2 separate regions of the Capra hircus genome follow, and region 2 is linked to region 1. Evidence: chromatin contacts called from public Hi-C data. All regions are on one chromosome and are shown on one strand. Each heading gives the region's core, a stretch centred on a gene start, on an enhancer-like site or on the middle of the called end of the contact. The rest is flanking DNA. Distances are from core to core; before and after follow the strand shown.

What was found. Hi-C and Micro-C count contacts between places; a contact is called where the count stands out from the background.
Region 2: a contact with region 1 is called in a Hi-C map of blood, with 1.9 times the contacts expected there. The contact joins the promoter of TCP11L2 here to the enhancer-like site in region 1. A contact is called at or near these places in 4 of 5 Hi-C or Micro-C datasets (blood and liver).

Annotation. Positions count from the first base shown.
Region 1 is chr5:68,304,493-68,310,898 of ARS1.2, reverse strand. No RefSeq gene overlaps it. Among named protein-coding and RNA genes, the nearest start is that of CKAP4, 18 kb to the left of the region's middle. Within about 2 kb of position 3,273, at least 1 of the 5 cell types and tissues checked has an H3K27ac peak or open chromatin away from gene starts, as enhancers often do.
Region 2 is chr5:68,349,182-68,355,587 of ARS1.2, reverse strand. TCP11L2 (T-complex protein 11-like protein 2) reads right to left here and starts at 2,782. Exons shown (of 10, transcript XM_005680574.3): 1 at 2,705-2,782.

The sequences.
Region 1 (6,406 bases), core at 2,024-4,523:
TGACGTGGAGCCATGCAAATGATGAGCATAATAGTACTGCTTGTGACTAAAAAGACTTGCTGTTTAGTCACTAAGTCATGACTGACACTTTTGTGACCTCCGTGGATTGACTGTGCCAGGCTCCTCTGTCCATGGGGTTTTCCTGGTAAGAATATTGGAGTGAGTTGCCATTTCCTTCTCCAGGGGATCTTCCTGACCCAGGGATCGAACCTACTTCTTCTTTGGTAGATGGATTCTTTACCACTGAGCCACTAGGGAGGGAAACCCTGTAAAACACGGTTCAGCTGCTCAGTCGTGTCTGACTCTTTGCCACCCCATGGAGTGCAGCACACCAAGCTTCCCTGTCCATCACCAACTCCCGGAGCTCACTCAACTCATGTCCATCAAGTTGGTGATGCCATCCAACCATCTCATCCTCTGTCGTCCCCTTCTCCTCCTGCCTTCAGTCTTGCCCAGCATCAGGGTCTTTTCCAGTGAGTCTGTTCTTAGCATCAGGTGGTCAAAGAATTGGACTTTCAGCTTCAGCATCAGTCCTTCCAATGAGTATTCTGGACTGATTTCCTTTAGGATGGACTGGTTGGATCTCCTGGCAGTCCAATGGACTCTCAAGAGTCTTCTTCAATACCACAGCTCAAATGCATCAGTTCTTTGGTGCTCAGCTTTCTTTATAGTCCAACTCTCACATCCATACATGACTACTGGAAAAACCATAGCTTTAACTATAGGGACCTTTGCTGGCAAAATAATGTCTCTGATTTTAATATGCTGTCTAGATTGGTCATAGCTTTTCTTCCAAGGAGCAAGTGTCTTTTAATTTCATGGCTGCAATCACCATCTGCAGTGATTTTGGAGCCCAAGAAAATAAAGTCTCTCACTGTTTCCATTGTTTCCCCATCTATCTGTCATGAAGTGATGGGACTGGATGCCATGATCTTAGCTTTCTGAATATTGAGTTTTAAGCCAACCTTTTCACTCTCCTCTTTCACTTTCATCAAGAGGCTCTTTAGTTCTTCACTTTCTGGCATAAGAGTGGTGCCATCTGCATATCTGAGGTTATTGATATTTTACCCAGCAATCTTGACTTCAGCTTGTGCTTCATCCAGCCCAGCATTTCTCATGATGTACTCTGCATATAAGTTAAATAAGCAAAACAAGCAGATAAGTAAAAGACTGTAAATACCTAAAAAGTCTGGTAACCTAATCAATGACTACTTTATCCCTTGTTCAATCAATGTACTCCAAAACAATAATAAAAATGAATAAATCAGAACCTGTGTATCAATGCGAATGGATCTCTTAACTAAATGCTGAGTGGGAAAAAAAAAGAAAAGAAAATACATAGTATAAGAACTTGTAAATAAAATTAAGAAAACATACAAAATAATACTTTATATTATAGTACAAGGATCAAAAAGTAGCTAGGATACTGACTATCCAAATTCAGATTGGTTTCTTAGGTTAAGTGGGGATTACCTGGGCATTCATTATATTGTTCTTAATATCTTTTTTCTTCTCTTAACAATTTATTATGAAAATTTAAACAAAAAATGGAAAGAATTGTCCAGTGAACACTGATACTTTTACTACTGAGATACTACAATGAATATTTTACTATCACATATATTTCCCATGCGTGCATGCATGCCAAGTCATCTCAGTTGTGTCCGACTCTTTGCTAACCACTTGGCCCTCAGGAAGCTCTCAGTCTCTCAGTATTCTTGATAATTTTTTGTATGTCAGAAATGCTTCGCAATGAAAATTTTTTAAAAAGGAAGGAACACCAAGGGAAACATTCATACTTTAAAAAAATTGAATTATAACTAACAGAAAACACTATATTAGTTTTGGGTGTTACAGTGATTTGATATTTTTATACATTATGAAATGATTACCACAAGAAGTCTAATAACCATCTGTCACTGTCCAAAGTGGTTACAATTTTATTGACTATATTCCGTATGCTATATGGCTTCCCAGGTGGCATTAGTGGTAAAGAACTTGCCTGCCAATGCAGGAGACGTAAGAGACGTGGGTTCAATCCCTAGGTCAGGAAGATTCCCTGGAGTAGGGAATGGCAGCCCACTCCAATATTCTTGCTTGGAAAATCCCATGGACAGAGGAGCCTGGTGGGTTATAGTCCATGGGGTCTTGAAGAGTGGGACACAACTGAGCATGCGCGCGCGCACACACACACACACACACACACACACACACACACAATGTTGTGCATTACATTCCCATGACTTACTTATTTAATAATTGAAAGTTTGTGCCTCCTATTCCCGTTTACCTATTCCATCTCTTCCCTCCGTCCCCTGTCACTCTGGTAACCACCAGTTTGTTCTCTGCATCTATGACTGTTTTATTTTGTTTTGCTTTCTAGATTCCACAACTAAGTGAGATCATAGGGTATTTGTCTTTCTCTGTCCGACTTATTTCACTTAGCATAACGGCCTCCAGGTCCATCCATACTTGTCTTGCCTCCAGTGGCAAGATTTCATTCCTTTTTTATGGTGGAGCAACACTTCATTGCATATATATGCCACGTCTTCTTTATCCATTCATCTATTGATAGACAGGTTGCTTCCATTTCTTGCCCACTGAAAATAATGCTGCACCAAACATACGCGTGCACATATCTTTTCAACTTAGTGTTTTGTTTCCCTTGGGTAAACACCAAGAAGTGGAGCTGCTGGATCACCTGGTAGCTCTGGTTTTTATTTTATTTTTTGAGGAACCTCAATACTATTTTTCATTGAGGCTGCACCACTTTATGTTCCCACCCACAGTGGAAGGGCTCCCCTTTTCTCCACATTTCTGCCACTTGTTGTTTCTTGTCTTTTTAATGATAGCCATTCTGACTATCAGAATGATGTGAGAGTGTGAGATAGGAAGATAAACGATTATCTCCGTATATTTCATGAGGAGCTATATTTAAAGATGATTAATTACTTTTCACGGTAGTCAAGCTAAATAGCCACATGGTAGGCCTTGAAGAGCTCAGGCTAAAAAAGTATTCCCGACCTCCCTTATTTTACAGACCAAGGGCAGGGGTACTGAGACTCAGGGAGAGGAACTTGCTCCCCAAGTTCAGAAACTAATTGTTAAGGAGACAGAGCTAGTTTCTTCTCTTCTCTCTATTTGTTTGGGCCCCACCCTAGGCCTAAGCAAATTTCTGAAATGTCCAGAGACAAGCAAAGCTGAGTCCTTGCAAGCAGGAACTGCATTCTGGCAGGAAGGGGAGTGGCCCCTTGGCTGGTGCTCAGCATATTGGCCCTGAGCAGCCAAGAGCAATACCTGTTGGGCAATGGGCTGTGGGGAAACCTCAGCCTGTCTGTGTGTAAATACCTGATAGTGTTGACATGCCTATTATTAATCGGGTGTAGTTGCCCAGTGTGACGGTGCTTTTGTTGTTATTGTTTAGTTACCATTGTGTCCAACTCTTTGAGACCCCACGCACTGTAGCCCAGGCTTCCCCAGTGGCTCAGTGGTTAAAAAAAAAAAAAAAAAAAATCCGCTTGCAAAGCTGAAGCCACAGGAGACATGGATTTGATCCTTGGGTCAGGAAGACCCCCTGTAGGATGACATGGCAACCCACTCCAGTATTCTTGCCTGGAGAGTCCCATGGACAGAGGAGCCTGGCAGGCTACAGTCCCTATGGTTGCAAAGAGTCAGACATGACTGAAATCACTGAGCTTACTCGCTCAGACTACAGCCCGCCAGGCTTCTCTGCCCATAGAAGTCTTTCCAGTTAAGAAGACTGGAATGGGTAGCCATTTCCTTCTCTAGGAGATCTTCCCAGACCAGGGATCAAACCTGTGTCTCCAACATTGACAGGCAGATTCTTTTCCACTGAACCACCAGTTAAGATCCTTACTGTCCTACAGAGTCACTCTTAGAAACTCAGGAACATAGGTCTACATTTCTCATGCACTGGATTGTCCTGGTTTATTCTCCTTGGGAGGTTCCCAGTTGAAGCTTTATTTTTTTGGTCGTGCCAAATCTTAGTTCCTCCACCAGGGATCAAACTCATGCCCCCTGTGGTGGAAATGTGGAGTCCGTACCACTGAACTGCCAGGGAATTCTACCTAGCTGAAATTTTAAGGACTGGAGGCAGGGAGGAAAAGGACCTAGGGATCAGAAAGTTGGTTTAGTTCCATCTGCTGGCCTGTTTTTCTTTGGATAATTCATCTTCTCCCTCTGGGTGCCTGTCTGCCCTCCTGTCTGTAAAGTGAGGAGGGTGATAAAATGATCTCCAAGTTTTCTTCCAGCTCCAGCTTCCCTTGACTTCATCATCTTACATGATTCTTTGGGAGCATATTGTGGGTAGTAGGAGAGCTGAGGGAAAAAGAACTTGAGCGTGGGCAAATCCCTGAAGGGCAGATATGACTTCTGTGTTAACCAAGGCTGTATTCCTAGCTCTCATTTGTGTCTGGCATAAAGTAGGTGCACAAATACTTTCTCTTCCCAAGGTGGAGCTAGTGACTTGTCAGTTTTGCTATTGGCAGTAGCTGCTAGACTAGGCTGACATAGTGGGTAATTTCATCCGAAGTCTGTTTACTTAGAAGACTCCCTGATGCGCCAGGAGCAAATCCAAAGTAGCTCTCTCTCTTGAACTGTTTCCGCGGAGGTGTAACCCCAAACCTGTGAGGCTGAAGGCTGTAAGAAGGAGAGATGCCACTTGAAGTGAGAATTTAGCGCCATCTAGTGTCTGAATTTCAGCTTCAGCATTGAAGCTGAAACTCCAATACTTTGGCCACCTGATGCGAAGAACTGACTCATAGGAAAAGACACTGATGCTGGGACAGATTGAAGGCAGGAGGAGAAGGGGAGGACAGAGGATGGGACGGTTGGATGGCATCACTGACTCGATGGACATGAGTTTGAGCAAGTTCCGGGAGTTGGTGATGGACAGGGAGGCCTGGCGTGCTGCAGTCCATGGGGCCGCAAAGAGTCAGACATGACTGAAGGACTGAACTGACCGAGAGTCTGAACTGGGGATCACAGGAATGATTTCTTCATTTTTCTAGGTATTCTGTTTCATAAAGGAGCGATAAATCCAGTTGTGCCAATTAAAATATACCAAGAAAACCCACTATTTAAAAGACTCATGAATGTATTTACATGTGACATGAACATTATTGTAGTATGTATATTCTCCCCCCAATTAGCTCCCTCTGAAAACTTAGAGAACAATAAAAAGGGTTTTGTTAACAGGAGTCTTTTGTTAGTAGAAGCTTAGAAAGTCCTTAAGGCTCTATCCTTCCCACATCCAGCTAGTTCAGAGGGCAGGTACTGACCCTTAAAGCAGCTCAGTCTAGAGCTGACTGCTTAGTTGTTAACATAAGTATCTGAATTTTATGTCATGCATTAATTAAAACACATTTCTTATCTCACTCAATCCTGGTGATTATCCTAGGGAGTAAGAATGACAGTCTCTAACTAGCTGATCATTCACTGCTGTTGAGAAAGTTTCATTAATTTGCCTTGACGTTATACAGTAATTGTTGGGGAGAGGATTCAGACTCACATTGGTCTGTCTCTAACAACTGTTTTCTGTGTACTAAAAATCACATTTTTTTTTTGCCAAAATGACACAATTGACATCCCATAATAACCATAATTTTCTTGGGCTCCAAAATCACTGCAGACAAACTGCAGCCATAGAATTAAAAGACACTTGCTCCTTGAAGGGAAAGCTATGACAATCCTAGACAGTGTATTAAAAAGCACAGACAACACTTTGCCAACAAAGGCGCGTATAGTCAAAGATATGGTTTTTCCAGTAGTCAAATACAGCTGTGAGAGTTGGACCATAAAGAAGGCAGAGTGCTGAAGAAATGATGCTTTCGAACTGTGGTGCTAGAAAAGACACCTGAGAGTCCCTTGGACAGCAAAGAGATCAAACCAGTCAATCCTAAAGGAAATCAACCCTGAATATTCATTGGAAGGACGGATACTAAAGCAGAAGCTCCAACACTTTGGCCACCTGATGCAAAGAGCCAACTCATGGGAAAAGACCCTGATGCTGGGAAAGACTGAGGACAGGAGGAGAAGGGGATGACAGAGGATGAGATGGTTGGATGGCATCACCGACTCAATGGATATGAATCTGAGCAAACACCTGGATATAGTGAAGGACAGGTGAGCCTGGTGTGTTGCAGTCCAGGGGGTCACAAAGAGTTGGACATGACTTAGCAACTGAGAAACAACAACAAGGATACAACTCTACATACTTGTATGGTGTATATGATACTGATGGTTAGAAACTGGGTTCTGGAGCCAGCTTACCTGAGTTTAGATCCGTTGGACATAGAGAAAGATACTGATGGGCTCTGAGCCTCCATTTCCCATTATAAATTGGGATGATGCTAAGAATACTTACTTCATAGGGTTGTGTGACCCT
Region 2 (6,406 bases), core at 1,533-4,032, 45 kb before region 1:
ACTGCTATCACCACCCTAGAGACTCCACAATAGAAAGATTAACTAAAAATATCCCCCAAACTTCTGGACACTGTGACAATGACACATGGCAGCTTTGCTTTCTTTGTTAGCTTTGCAGGAGCTTGTTAAGTATTGTTTTGTCATATTACATAATGTGAAGCAGGTAAGCATGAGTCAGGAGAGTTGTCCAATCTACCTGGGTCACCAGCTGCCTGATCCTGGGCATGGCACATATTTTAAAGCTCAAATGTGTGATTCTCAAAGCCACAAGGAAGCAATTTTTGTCAAAACAGATGAGTCAAGTTTCAGCATCTGCTGGGGTGAGAACTTTGAGGCATAAAAGGTAGGGTAACATCAGAGACCCATGCCAGAGAGAAAAATCTCCTGGAAAAATAATCTTCTATTACATCAACATTAAATAACTTGCTATTTGGAAACCTCTTGGTCAGTTAACCTCTTGGTCAGGAAATCTCCTGACCAATTGCCCTTAGACTGGCTTGTATATAAAAGCACTATGAAGAAATATAGTCCTGTAAAATATTAGGCAGCTTCCTTAAAATATCAGAGAGAGCCTTGTATCATATTCTTACCCAAAGAGCCCAGGCAGTCATAAAATAAAATCCTCTTTGCACAGATTAGTTCATGACCTTCCGGAAAAAAAAAAAAAAAAAAAACCTCTGAAAAGGCAACCTCTTTACTAAGTAAAATAATTAACTGTTTATGTGAAGAAGACGTATTGTCACACTTAATTTTTTTAACTTTTCTTTTTTGAAGCACTTTGAGAGCTCATGGTAATGCAATTTGCTTTCCCTGTAAATTACACAATAGATTAAATTTGATCTATTGCCTTTGGCGGATTACTCAAGGCAGATCGACATTTTTACTCGGCAAAAAAATTTAAATACTTCTTTTGACACATCTTAAATCTGAGTTTTAAGTTACAGTGAATCCTTGAATAAATCAGAAGATCCAAAAATGTAATTTTGATGTGGATTTGCAACCTCTTAGCAGCTTAACGTTTATAGTGGGGTTGCATCGTGTGCTGATCTCAGTTCAGTTCAGTCACTCAGTCATGTGCAACTCTGCAACCCCATGGGCTGCAGCACACCAAGCCTTCCTGTCCATCACCAACTCCTAGAGTTTACTCAAACTCATGTCTATTGAGTTGGTGGTGCCATCAACCATCTCATCCTCTGTCTTCCCCTTCTCCTCCTGCCTTCAATCTTTCCCAGCATCAACGTAATGCAATTTCAACCTGACATCAATGAGAGGTGGAGTAGGGAGCACAAAAGCATGGTTGAAACCCCGGCAGTGATGTTAACCCCTTCTTCTCTTTATAGGAGTTGTGAGGCTTCACTTCCTGAGTTGATGTCTGTTTCCAAGTTTCTCATTACGGGTCCAAGCTCCTTATCCAAGGCTAGCTTCTTGGGCATGCAGTGGCTCATGACCCTATGCTTAGAGGAGCCTCATACTTAATTTAAAGCTTTGCTGCTGCCTACTTGAAATTCTCACTCATTTTTGAACAAGGAGCTCTGCATTTTCATTTTGCATGGAACCTTGAAAATGGTGTCACTGGTCCTGACTTCACCATACAGAATATGAGCCTAGTGTTTGAAGGTACTTATCTTCCCTTTTAATCCATCCCCCAATACAAGTCAATTATTTTATCTAATGCTCAAGTGAAGAAACATTTATCCGTTTCCAGGAATTCCCATTGCCCAGTGTTTAGGACTCATTTTTTTCACTCCCTAGCCAAATCATATTATTTCTGTTGTTGTTGTTTTGGGTTTTTCTGGTTGCACCAAGTGGTTTGTGGGAACCTAGTTTTCTAACCAGAGACCAAACCCAGGTCCCTTGTAGTGGAAGCCCAGAGTCCTAACCACTGGACTTCCAGGGATTCCCTGGGCCCAGGTTGGACACTAGATTAGGGAAGATCCCACAAACCACAAGCGTGGCCAAAAACAAACAAACCAACCCATAAATCAGCTTCAATTCTGGAGACAAAACAAAACAAGACATGGTGTTTCCTAGGTCTTATGGTTTCATTTGAGGAATTTTCAAGGATAACTTTGACTTTACATGATTTTTACCTTATGGTCTCTCTTTAGAACCTAACCCCTCACATAATATATGACTGCAGTAAACAGAAAGCTTCATTGAATGGAATTCCATCTCTTTTTCTCTCACTTGTCCATCTCAAGGTACTAAGAAGGACTAAAAATTGATAAAGTGGGGGAAAAAGCAATAGAAAGTAGAAGGGATGAAAATAATTTGGCTAAAATATGAATTAGATGATTGATCACTGCATGTTCAAAATTTAACCACAACTTTTTGACAGATTTTGTCATTATTTATTCTTTTGGTCTTGAATATAAGGCAGATTTAGATCACTGGTTTTGAGAGTGAATCAAAATATCGATTCTTTTAAAAAAATTATTTATTTTAATTAGAGGTAACTACAATATTGTGATGGTTTTTGCCATACGTCAATATGAATCAGCCATAGGCATACAAAATGTTGATTCTTGATCAAGTTTCCAAAACACCAAAACCAGTTTTTCCCCTGACTCCACGGAACTGAGTTGGTGTAAAATTGGAGATTATTTCTCATTCCAATTGCCTCTACCATCATACATAGCATACTAAAAAGAAAACCAGCCTTAATACTCTCCTTTACCCTCCTCCATGAGTCCTTTCCACTTACCTGGGAAACACAGTCCTCTCCTGGAAAACAAAAAAGACTGTGAGGGCCAACAGAGAAGACGACTCTGGGCAGGAAGTGGGAGGGGCCAAAGGGAGCTGAAGCTCAAAGGAGGCCTGTGAGAGGTCAAAGAGCTGATGGCTCAGCCAAGACCGTCCTGCTCTTCTACTCCACCTCCAGGCCAGCAGGCAGCTGTTTTCTAAATGTCTTCCCAGTCCTGTTCAACCATGGATGAAGATTTAGGCAGAAACTAACACCATTGTGGCATTTTTTAAAATATATTTAAATAAAAAATAGAAAAATAAGCACCCAATGGAGTGGGGAAAGGGCTTCTAAAATAGAAGGGAACTTCCCTGGCAGTCCAGTGGTTAAGACTTCACCTTCTAATGCAAGGAGTGCTGGTTCAATCCCTGGTTGGGGAGCTAAACTTCCCACTTGCCTCATGGCCAAAACACTAAAACGTAAAACAGAAGCAATGTTTGTAACAAATTCAAATTCAAAAATGGTCCATGTAAAAAAAAAAAATCTTTAAAAATTAAAAAAAAATAAAGGCAAAGCCCAGAAGACATAAAGGAAAAGATTAAGAAACATGACTCTTAGTGTTCAACATAAAAGCATGAATTATAGAACAGTCACTGTATTGTGATACCATTTATACTTGAATGAGAGCTGTCAGTAGAAGGCCCCTATAAGTATTTTGTGTATATGAAATGCATAGAAATGAGATGAAAAGTTAGCCTCTCAACTGTTCAGGAAGCAAGTTGGTAGATGTTCTCATTTATTCTACATGCATACAAATGGCTTTTTTTTTTTTAACAATGAGAATGTATTCATTCATACATTATTAATGTAATTTCACATGCCTCACAGTGATACTGCTCTTATCATTGAATGTCCTATCTTACTGATGGAGGGCTATTAACACCACACAGTAATCTTCTCATCTCCTTTGTATTCATATTCTTTAAAGTCATGATAAGAAAAGGAGTTTTTTATGTAAACTATGGAAAGCAATAGATTTGCAAAAGGCCCTTCAGTAAGGTATGTCAAAATTATTTATGCTGTGGGGGTGGAATAATAATATTTATTTCTCAACTTGTTTCCTTCAGGCTCAATTCTTAGTCAAAGTGCAAGGAGTTCACTTTGGCTTTAAAAGATGTTTGCCGCACCAACAACCACTTAAGGGTTTCTTTCCTTTGATAATAAAGCAAAGTGGTATGGAACTTAAATAATTGGATTATTTCTGAGGATAAAAAATTGAGAGCCCTGAAAATTTAAGTGTCGGTACAATAGCTTTTACCCAAGTTCCAGGGGGTTCTAGTGGAAAGTATTGTAGGGTTTATGACTGAGCAAAAAGATATTCAGTGACTCACTGAACTGGTCAAGAATAGAAACCAAAACTCATTTCATGGCTTCTCTACACACACACACACACACACACACACACACACACACACACACAGAGTGACATGCAAGGTATTACCTATTGGCATAATTTTCTAACTTCCATAACATGTCAACAAGCATACCAGCACTGTATCAACTAAGTGCCCAAAGTATTTATAATCACAGTCCATTATTCTGGAAGGTTGCTTGGACCAGATACTGGGGTGGCTGGCTGTGCCTTCCAAATAGCAAAAAGAATGAAATGGTGCCAACTCTCCTAAAATATGAAGCTGTCTATGTGTCTCTCATATGTATGTATGAAGCAGTCAGAGAAAGAACAAAAAAAAATGTAAATTCTGCTACAAGAAGAGCAGCAAAGTGCTTCTGGTTGATTCTCTGATAGAGATTGTTCATGTTACAAGTGTGTGATGGAGTGTCTCCTGCCATGTCTGTAAACAAGAATGTCACAGCCATCCGTGATTCCAGCCCTCCAAATGTGAGGGCCCCCCAAAGGGAGAACAATGGGAGGTGGTAGGGGAGATGTGAAAATGAAGGATGCTGACCCCAGAGAGCTGAGATGCGTATGAAAGGAATGAGTTCAGTGAGCCCATCTTCCCATACTTAGAGAGAGCTAAATTCCTAAACTTGAGATATCTGCTTTTCTTAACAATAATCTTCGATGTTCAGACTATCTGCCTGCTTTGTTGCAAACTTCTATATAACCTGACTCCATCCCCTGCCTCCTCAGAGCAGTTTCTCAGGGCTCCTTGAGATGCTGCCTCCCAGGCTTGAAATCCTAAAAATTTCCCACCCAAGAAAACAACTCTCAACTTTCAGGGTTTTAAGTATATACAAGTATACCTCTAAGTACATAATCAGCAAATCCTGGAAATCTGAGTAAAACATATGGTCAAAAGAATTTTAATGCTCAAGCTGACTTTGCTATTTAAAAGAAGACTATTGTGATAAAGTATAAATTAAAAAAAATGATTTCCAAGTGTATGTATGTAGATCAAAGTTTTCAAAGAGCAAATTAGTTCAGGTACAAACTAGCTCTTTATGAAGAACAAATGTATTCTGCTGGAAAGGGGGAATGCCTTGGATTCACACATACCAAAAGGCTCATCTATACCACTTATTATACTTATATCTTATCTGTCATGGCAGTCCGAACATGGGTTGGAAAAGAATTTCCAGACACAAAGTATTGAAGAAAAGAGTGATTTAATTAAGAACAAAGAGCAGAGATAATATGGGTACAGCAAGCACATCGGGCCGATACCTCCTGATAGGCCAGGGAGAGTTGACCCTTTCCATAGGTTAGTAGCCAATTTGCGGGCCTTGCTGTTGCCTGAGTGGGAAAGAATCCATCTGGCAATGTAGGAGACGTAGGTTTGATCCCTGGGTTGGGAAGATCCCCTGGAGGAGGAAATGGCAACCCACTCCAGTATTCTTACCTGGAAAATCCCAGGGATAGAGGAGCCGGTCAGGCTACAGTCCATGGGGTTGCAAAAACAGGACTGAGTGACTAAACAACAACAAGGCATCTGGAGTGGGAGAAATTAGTGGAAATTAAATTAACATAAAAGAGAGTGGGCTTACTAAAATAACTCTAGGTTGGAATCCCAGCCTTACTACCTACTAGCTATGTCATCTTAGGCCATCAGCTTAAACTTCTTGTCTCTCTTGTCCCCATCCTCCCCGTAATTCTTCACAGGCACCTTCGTACACTCCCGTGGCATCCCTGACTATTCAGATGTTGTGTCTCCCCTGGACTGTCTAAGTTTAAGTCTTTCTACTTCTGAGTGGATGAGAAGCCACCAGTCACAAAACTTATCTTGACCCCCTCATTTGTAAGGAGTCTGACATCTCTCTTGGGGACATGGAAGTAGTTGTCAGTCACTTCCTTGGGGATGCAGATGAAACTGATGCCATGGCTGTCTCATTAACTATCCTGTTAAATCTGTTCCTCGCACTGGAACCCATGCAGCTAAGGGCTGCTTCACTCTTCATGGCTGTCTCTCCAGTGCTGGGTGTAGTGCCTGGTGCATTATTCCCCTCCTCATAAATATTTGTCGAATGAATGAACTGCCCTAAGGCTGAGTCCAGGAGTGAGTGTGTTAGCTGCAAGAAGGGAGTCAGTGTTCTGGGTAAGAGGGCAGCATGACAAAAGGCACAGAGGGGAGAAATCGGAATGTGTGCAGACTTAAAAAGCAAGGGCAGGGACTTCCCTGGTGGTCCAGTGGCCAAGATTCCTTGTCCCAGGGCGGGGGACACAAGTTTGATCCCTGGTTAGGGAACTAACCAGGAGCTTCCCTG